2 separate regions of the Mus musculus genome follow, and region 2 is linked to region 1. A link is a contact called in public promoter capture Hi-C data. All regions are on one chromosome and are shown on one strand. Each heading gives the region's core, a stretch centred on a gene start, on an enhancer-like site or on the middle of the called end of the contact. The rest is flanking DNA. Distances are from core to core; before and after follow the strand shown. Region 1 holds the start of Zfp277 (zinc finger protein 277). Region 2 overlaps Dock4 (dedicator of cytokinesis 4).

Region 1 (3,224 bases), core at 30-2,529:
ATGACCCCCACTGCGCTCATTCCCTGGTAGAGAAGGTGGCCAGAAGTAAAAACCCTGCCAAAATCTCGGTTCCCCTCCAAGGACCAAAGAGCGCAGGAGCACAGATGTTGAAATTTACCAACCCCCCTGCTCGCAACACACACCCCAAACACCCGGGAGGCGAGGGAGGAAGGAGGCTACGTCCCGACTCCGTCTGTCACAGGGGCTACACTCTGCACTCTGGGAATGCCGACCCCAGCCGCAGGGACTTCGCGCCTCCCTACTGTTTGGGAGTATTCTAGCAGCCGGTTCCTGGTCTCCCTCATCACCCCGGGAAATCTTAGCAGCCCACTGCCAGCTCTCTGCCGCTGTGGGCCAGCAGGGGTAGAAGGGAGAGAAACCCTGTTGGCTTCCCCTTCCAACTTGACACGCAACACGCCCCGCGGCCGCTCCAAACTCCGCCAGCCAGCAGAGACCGGAGCGGCAGTCCGGACGTTCTGGGATCGGGTTCGAGGAGCGCCGAGTGCACGGTGAGGAGCGAGCCCCCCAGTGCTCGCCCCTCAGCCGGAGGCCGGTGCGGCCAAGCCCGGGACCCGCTGTGCAATGCCAAGACCTGGCATTTGCAGCCTGGAGCGGAGCGAGCTGCGTGGGGGCAAGGACCAGAGCGTGGTAAAAGTTCGCCCGCGAGCACTCACCCACGCCGTATTTCTCGTGCTCCGTAGGTATCCACATGGCTATGAAGGGCGTTGAGGGGCTCCGGGCTGTGCAATCCCCGCGCCCCTCCAGTGGCTCACAACAATGCACCGCTCCCGAAGAGCAGCTGTGTCGCTGGAGCACAGCGGATCGCGCGGGCTGCGGCGCTGGGCAGGGTCTGCTCCCGGGGCTCCGGAGCCGGCACTGACACTACACCGCCGAGGCGGAGCCGCCCGCCGCTCTGCCGGCCGCGGCTGCTCACAGCCCTGCGACGCGCTCCCGGGGACCCGGCGGCGCAGTCATTGTTCTGATTCACTGAACTAAGCGAACACGCCGGGGCACTCGCGGGCGCACCCCCGCCCGTCAGCGCCCGTCCAGCGCTGCCTACCCACTGCCTCGCGGCATGCTGGAAGTTGTAGTTCTTACGCTCCCGGCTCCGGAAGGAGGCGGGACTACAGCGGTTGGGGGCGGGGCACCTAGTTAGGCTCGCCACAATCGATTGGTCCAAAATGTGACGGCACAGCATAGGCGTGTAGGAACTCCCTCAGTGAGGCGGCATGCGACCCCAGGCGCGTTTTTATTGGTGTATCACCGCTCCGCCCCGCCTACGGCCCGCCCCTTTCTACTGTGCCAGGTAATGGCTGCTAGTGAGGTCCAGGGGCTTCCTGTGGACCCCCGGGAGGCTGGGGTCCGCGGGGTCCGCGGCGGAATCGGACACACAGATCATGAAGGTGAGTGTGCTGTCCCTTAGGCGCGGGTGATCTGTCTTCCTTCTTCTGTGCCCGAGGTGCAGCTGGCAGCCGCTCAAACCTTTGAAGCTGGTCGGCTGGGAGACCACCTTGGTGCCAGGGAAAAAGCCGCGGGCGGGACCCAGAGATATGGGTTGGGCAGACGGAGGTTGCCAGGCTGAAGCTGTTTTGGGGTGGGAGCAGAAAATGTGAAGAGCTGCCTTCCCGGCCTCTGAGAAAGCTCCTTTGCTGTCTTCCGGTTTGGAATTCTGTGCTTTGCACTTGCCGCCAAGTGGGTGTGGGTCAGGTCTGGGTTGCACACGTGTGACTGTAAAGCTGTGATTAGCCGCTATTTCCTGACTTGTAGCCCTCGCTCTCCCCGGTTTGCTGAATTTGGCTCTGGGAAGGTGTTTTATGTAGTTTGGGACCGGTTTCCAAGTTGGAGACTAGTCACGTCACGGCTCTCTAATACTTATTTGCTGGTTGCAGGTTGTAGTCCTCTTCAAAAGGAAAGGATGTGTGTGTCTCAGGTATCATTTGGCCCTGTAGCCTGGGAGATGTTACATTCTAAGAGAAAGAGAAAAGAGAATTAAATTCACTCCAGCCCTCACAGAATATTTAAAATAGGGTTTTAAAATTCATCACAGCTACTTTGTATCAACCTGACTTTGCTGCTTTCTTCAGTTCCACTGTAGAGACCAAAAGTCAAACTTTCATCATAGACTACCTTTTCTTTTGGTCGCGCTCCACTCCCCACCCATTTTGTTTAAGTGTTAATTTTGGGGGTTAATTTGGGTTCTCAGTCCTTGTTGATGTTTTTTCCATTTAACCTTCACAGCTTTTTATCTCAGTAGCAGGGAAATAAAAGTGCAATTTCTTCCCACTTTCCATGAGTGAGATTCCTATCAATGGGTTTGCCATATATCCCGTACTTATGTTTTTCCAGATCACCAAAATTCCACATTTTAAGATATAAAGTTGGAAGCTTTAATAATTTGGCGGGGGGGGGGGGCGTTGTTTATGGTTTTTGTTTTTGTGGGGGTTTTGGTTGGTTGGTTGGTTAGTTTTGGTTTTTAGAGACAGAGTTTCTCTGTGTAGCTCTGGCTGACCTGAAACTCACTCTAAACCAGGCTGGCCTCGAACTCAGAAACCCGCCTGCCTCTGCCTCCCAAATGCTAGGATTAAAGGCGTGCGCCGCCACTGCCCGGCTTCTTCTCCTCACTGATAACTTTTTCTCACGGGTTAATTTATTTGAAAACTTGAAAATACCTCTAAAGCATAAATAATTACCTTACACTTAGAATTCATTACAAATATTTCAAGCACTTCATTCAGAGGTCTGTAGATTAAAAAAATAATAATAATAGTAACATCCACTACACAGTTCCACTTATAAAGACAAAAGTGATGCATATTTTATAACATAGTCCTTTATAATATGCATTGTATACCCCATTTTAAAATAAGAGGGATGATTCTAGTAAACTCAAAGATCTACAGCTTTCTTCTTCCTATTGTTTATCAAAGATACTTCTATATCAATTTTTTTGTTACATTTGTTAGTGAATACACTCATGTTCCATAGGAAAGATATTCCATACTCTAGCCAGTCCCCTGTTAGTAAATGTATAAAGTAGCTCTGATTTTCAATAGCATTACAGAGAGTGGATTTATATATATGTATAATATATTTGTCATATATTATATACATAATATAGATGGATAGATAGATGTTTGCCCAGTAGAGTATTAAGTTTGTGTGAGTTTTCCATGAATGCCAGTTTTCCCTGTTAAAAGTACTCATGAATATTTCCCAATAATAAT
Region 2 (3,491 bases), core at 230-2,729, 290 kb before region 1:
ATAAAATAAATTTTAAAAAAATCAATGAATCTCTCTGCTTACAAAAAGTCAAATTATCTCCTTCCTGTATCCTTTAACATATTCCTGAATTCTTTATTATACTTTTTTACTTGAAAAATGTATCTTGGTGTCCCTGAAATGTAAGGTACCTTTATAATATGACCACTAAAAAGCATAAAGCAAGAAATACTTTATGATGAGGGCAGGAAGCCAGCTGCCCTGGGACAAGCTAAGGGTTATAATTGAAAATAAAAATAAAAGTACAATTTGGTTTTGACCTTCCTATGCCCTGAGACAAATGGAGAAAAATAATTACAAGGAACTTGCAGCAAGGGCTGGGGCCTTTACCCTTTTTGCCCTTCGTCTTCTTTTCCAGGAAATTCTGGGGCAGGAGTCAGTACATGAAATGGGAAGTGGCAACACAGCCAAGCTGGTTCTCGGTCCTGCCTGACATGGTAAGGCTCTTCAGGACTCATTGCCAAGATGGGCTTTGGCTAAGAGGAATAAATGAATCTCCCTACCAAGCCTAAGGTGAGATGGCCCACTGGGAAGCAATCCCTTGCCCCACTGATAGACAGACCCATTGGGTGGCAATCCCTTAGCCCACTTGATAGAGTACTAAGAAGGTCCCTTTGTCTCCAGGAATCAGCATCTGTGCTGGGTTGTAACTCACGTGGGAAAGACTCCCACAGTGTCAAGCAAGCAAACTCAGTTTCTGCTTTTAACATAATTTAAAAATGTAGGCCAGTATGATCCTTGGCTCTGGATAAAGTAGATGCAATTCTTTTTTTTTTTTTTCTTTTTTTTTTTTTATTATTAGGTATTTTCCTCGTTTACATTTTCAATGCTATCCCAAAGGTCCCCCATACCCACCCACCCCCCCAATCCCCTACCCACCCACTCCCCCTTTTTGGCCCTGGCTTTCCCCTGTACTGGGGCATATAAAGTTTGCAAGTCCAATGGGCCTCTCTTTGCAGTGATGGAGATGCAATTCTAAGATGACTGATCATGACCTTTGTCCCTGGTAGCTTTGCAATTACGTTATGTTGCATTGCCAAAGAGCTTTTGCAGAAAAAAACGAAGGATGCTACCTACTTAGGCGACTCTTAAATATGGAGACTATATAGGTAGGCTTAGCCTAACCATAAACCTTTAGGTTTTTGTTTTGTTTTGTTTATTTCATTGTAGGAGTCTTAGAGAGATTGAGAGCATGGACAGAACACAGCATATGGCTGCTGGATTTGAAGCAACCACATGTAAAAAAACATTCTGAGTGTCCTTGAGAAGACAGATTACCTCCCATGCCCCCAGCCTGTATTGGCAGCTTGCAGGAGAGGCCCTTGATCCCACAATTTCTACCAATAGGCTGAAAAAAAAACAGTCCTGTTCTTATTCAAAGGCTTCAGATAAGAAATCAAGTTCTGATTTCGACTCTGGGAAACTCTTAGGAAAGAATTCAACTAAGCCTGAGTAGACTCCTGACCTACAAAACTGCAACTCAAAAGCTGCTTAAGGCCATCAAGCTAAGATATGTTAGCAGCAGTAGAAAACTAACCTCTCTCATTAATCAAACTTTTGCCCTCCTCCTTTCTTTAAGAGTAGTGTAGGATCATCAGTGAACTTGGAATGGGAAGAAATGTGTCATTAACCTTACCACCAAAATATTGGGAAGTAATGCCCCCTTTTTTTATTAAAGAAAACCAATATCTCATAATATTACATTAACTGTGACTTTGCATAAAACTAAAACGAAACACACACACACACATAAATAAACAGCATACAGAATAAAGAATTCCATCAGTAGGGTTATTAGCTTTTTTAGGAACTTTATATACTTTAAGAAGTAACAAAGCTGCCTCTAAAGCTCAACTGTGGAGTAATACTCTAAAAACCAAGACTAATGAAAGTCAGAATGGTAGAGAAGCATCAGGGCTGCTACCCCCTGCAGAATCATAGCAATGGGAGGTACCTTAGGGAATGCTAGGACTCACAGGAGATACGGTGAAGGTACAGAAAGATTTCTGTAGTTTTAGAAGAGGAAGAAAAATGTCTTATATCCCCAAGAAGTAATAAACAATAATTTAACATTACTTTTAAGAATAGGAAGATATTTTTCAGGTGCAAAGCAGGCAGATGTGGTCTCTGTGATTAACAACAGTTAGTAGAGATGTTTCAGGGTGAAACCTTAATCACAAAGTAGTAAACTCTGAGACCTCTGTGGTAAGCATACTGGATTATCCTCCTCAAATTATCAGCTGCTACAAATCAGCTCTGGCAAGGTGAAAGCTTGCCCTTGAGGTCTCCGGTAAGTTCCCTGGTGCCGGGATTGGACTGCTAACTACAGAGTATAAGATGACATTTAAAAGACCTTGTTATAAAGATGGCCTAGGCGGCCATCACTGGAAAGAGAGGCCCATTGGACACGCAAACTTTATATGCCCCAGTACAGGGGAACGCCAGGGCCAAAAAAGGGGAGTGGGTGGGTAGGGGAGTGGGGGTGGGTGGCTATGGGGGACTTTTGGTATAGCATTGGAAATGTAAATGAGCTAAATACCTAATAAAAAATGGAAAAAAAAAAGAAAAAGAAAGTACAAAAAAAAAAAAAAAAGACCTTGTTATATGATGGCCCGGGTGGAAGATAAGTCCACATCTGTAAGGAAGAGAATAAATAACAAGACTAGCTGTGTAAGCAGTCAGGAAAAGTACAGTGCTGTAACCAAAGGACTGTGAGTTCTGGTGCTGGGACACTGTATGGTAGGCCTGCCACATGCTACCTACCACATGACTCCAGATGACATCAGCATTCTTAAGACCCAGTTTGCTTTAATCTTCATATTAAAGCTCTAGTTCTCCAAGATCTTAAGTTTCCAGAGGATGGTGGGAGGCTGCCTCTCTATCTGACAGCTTTTAACCAAGGCATCAAAATTAAAAATATACAAGAAGGATTAAGAAAAGATAGAGAAACACTAAGAATTGTCTCTGGGAATGTATAAAAGGCAATGCTATTTTGAATGTTGATGGATCCAGAACTTAAAAAAAAAAAGTCAAAAACAAATAAAAAAAGAAAATCAGAGCCAGGCATGCTAGTTCACATCTGCCATTCCAGTCCTTGAGAGGTAGAGGCCAGACGAGGTTAAGTATACCCTGTCTCAAAACGGCCAAGAACGTATTGGTGCAGGTAAGCACTAAGCACACATGCATAGATAAACGCATGTGAGGCGACTCTCAGTAATAGAATCTGCAGCATTGGCTTGGCATTATCTTAGATCAGTCCCAGGAAGGTGGTAGCAAGTAAAATAGAAGAAGACAATGTGAATTTAGCATTGTCCAAGAGGATGATTCTCAAGTTGATAGATTAAAAAGCAATGAGGCTGGGGTTAAGAACCAGGTTCTAGAGACATTCCGTCTCCCAGTTGAGGGTGACAGTGTCAAGCCACCTGAATGTGTTTGAGTAAATGAAAACATGGCTGATGCAAACTGCCTCTATT

Evidence for each region. Promoter capture Hi-C pulls out the DNA fragments that hold promoters and counts their contacts.
Region 2: a contact with region 1 is called in a promoter capture Hi-C map of 3T3-L1-derived adipocytes, with 3 times the contacts expected there. The contact joins the enhancer-like site here to the promoter of Zfp277 in region 1. A contact is called at or near these places in 7 of 39 promoter capture datasets (the 3T3-L1 cell line, 3T3-L1-derived adipocytes, cranial neural crest and 2 more), 1 of 15 datasets of contacts at CTCF or cohesin (the NIH/3T3 cell line), 1 of 484 Hi-C or Micro-C datasets (the N1E-115 cell line) and 2 of 115 datasets of contacts at active chromatin or transcription factors (embryonic hindbrain and stem cell-derived neural progenitor cells).

What each region holds. Positions count from the first base shown.
Region 1 is chr12:40,443,845-40,447,068 of GRCm38.p6, reverse strand. Zfp277 (zinc finger protein 277) reads left to right here and starts at 1,279. Exons shown (of 12, transcript NM_178845.3): 1 at 1,279-1,403. The coding sequence starts at 1,310. Dock4 (dedicator of cytokinesis 4) reads right to left here and starts at 1,016. Exons shown (of 53, transcript NM_172803.2): 1 at 675-1,016. The coding sequence starts at 711. Gm40406 (a long non-coding RNA gene) reads left to right here and starts at 1,410. Exons shown (of 2, transcript XR_872699.3): 1 at 1,410-3,224.
Region 2 is chr12:40,733,544-40,737,034 of GRCm38.p6, reverse strand. All of the region lies in intron 22 of Dock4 (dedicator of cytokinesis 4), which reads right to left. Among named protein-coding and RNA genes, the nearest start is that of Immp2l, 290 kb to the left of the region's middle. Within about 2 kb of position 1,479, at least 4 of the 459 cell types and tissues checked have an H3K27ac peak or open chromatin away from gene starts, as enhancers often do. A contact at or near this core is called in 3T3-L1-derived adipocytes, where this site is marked.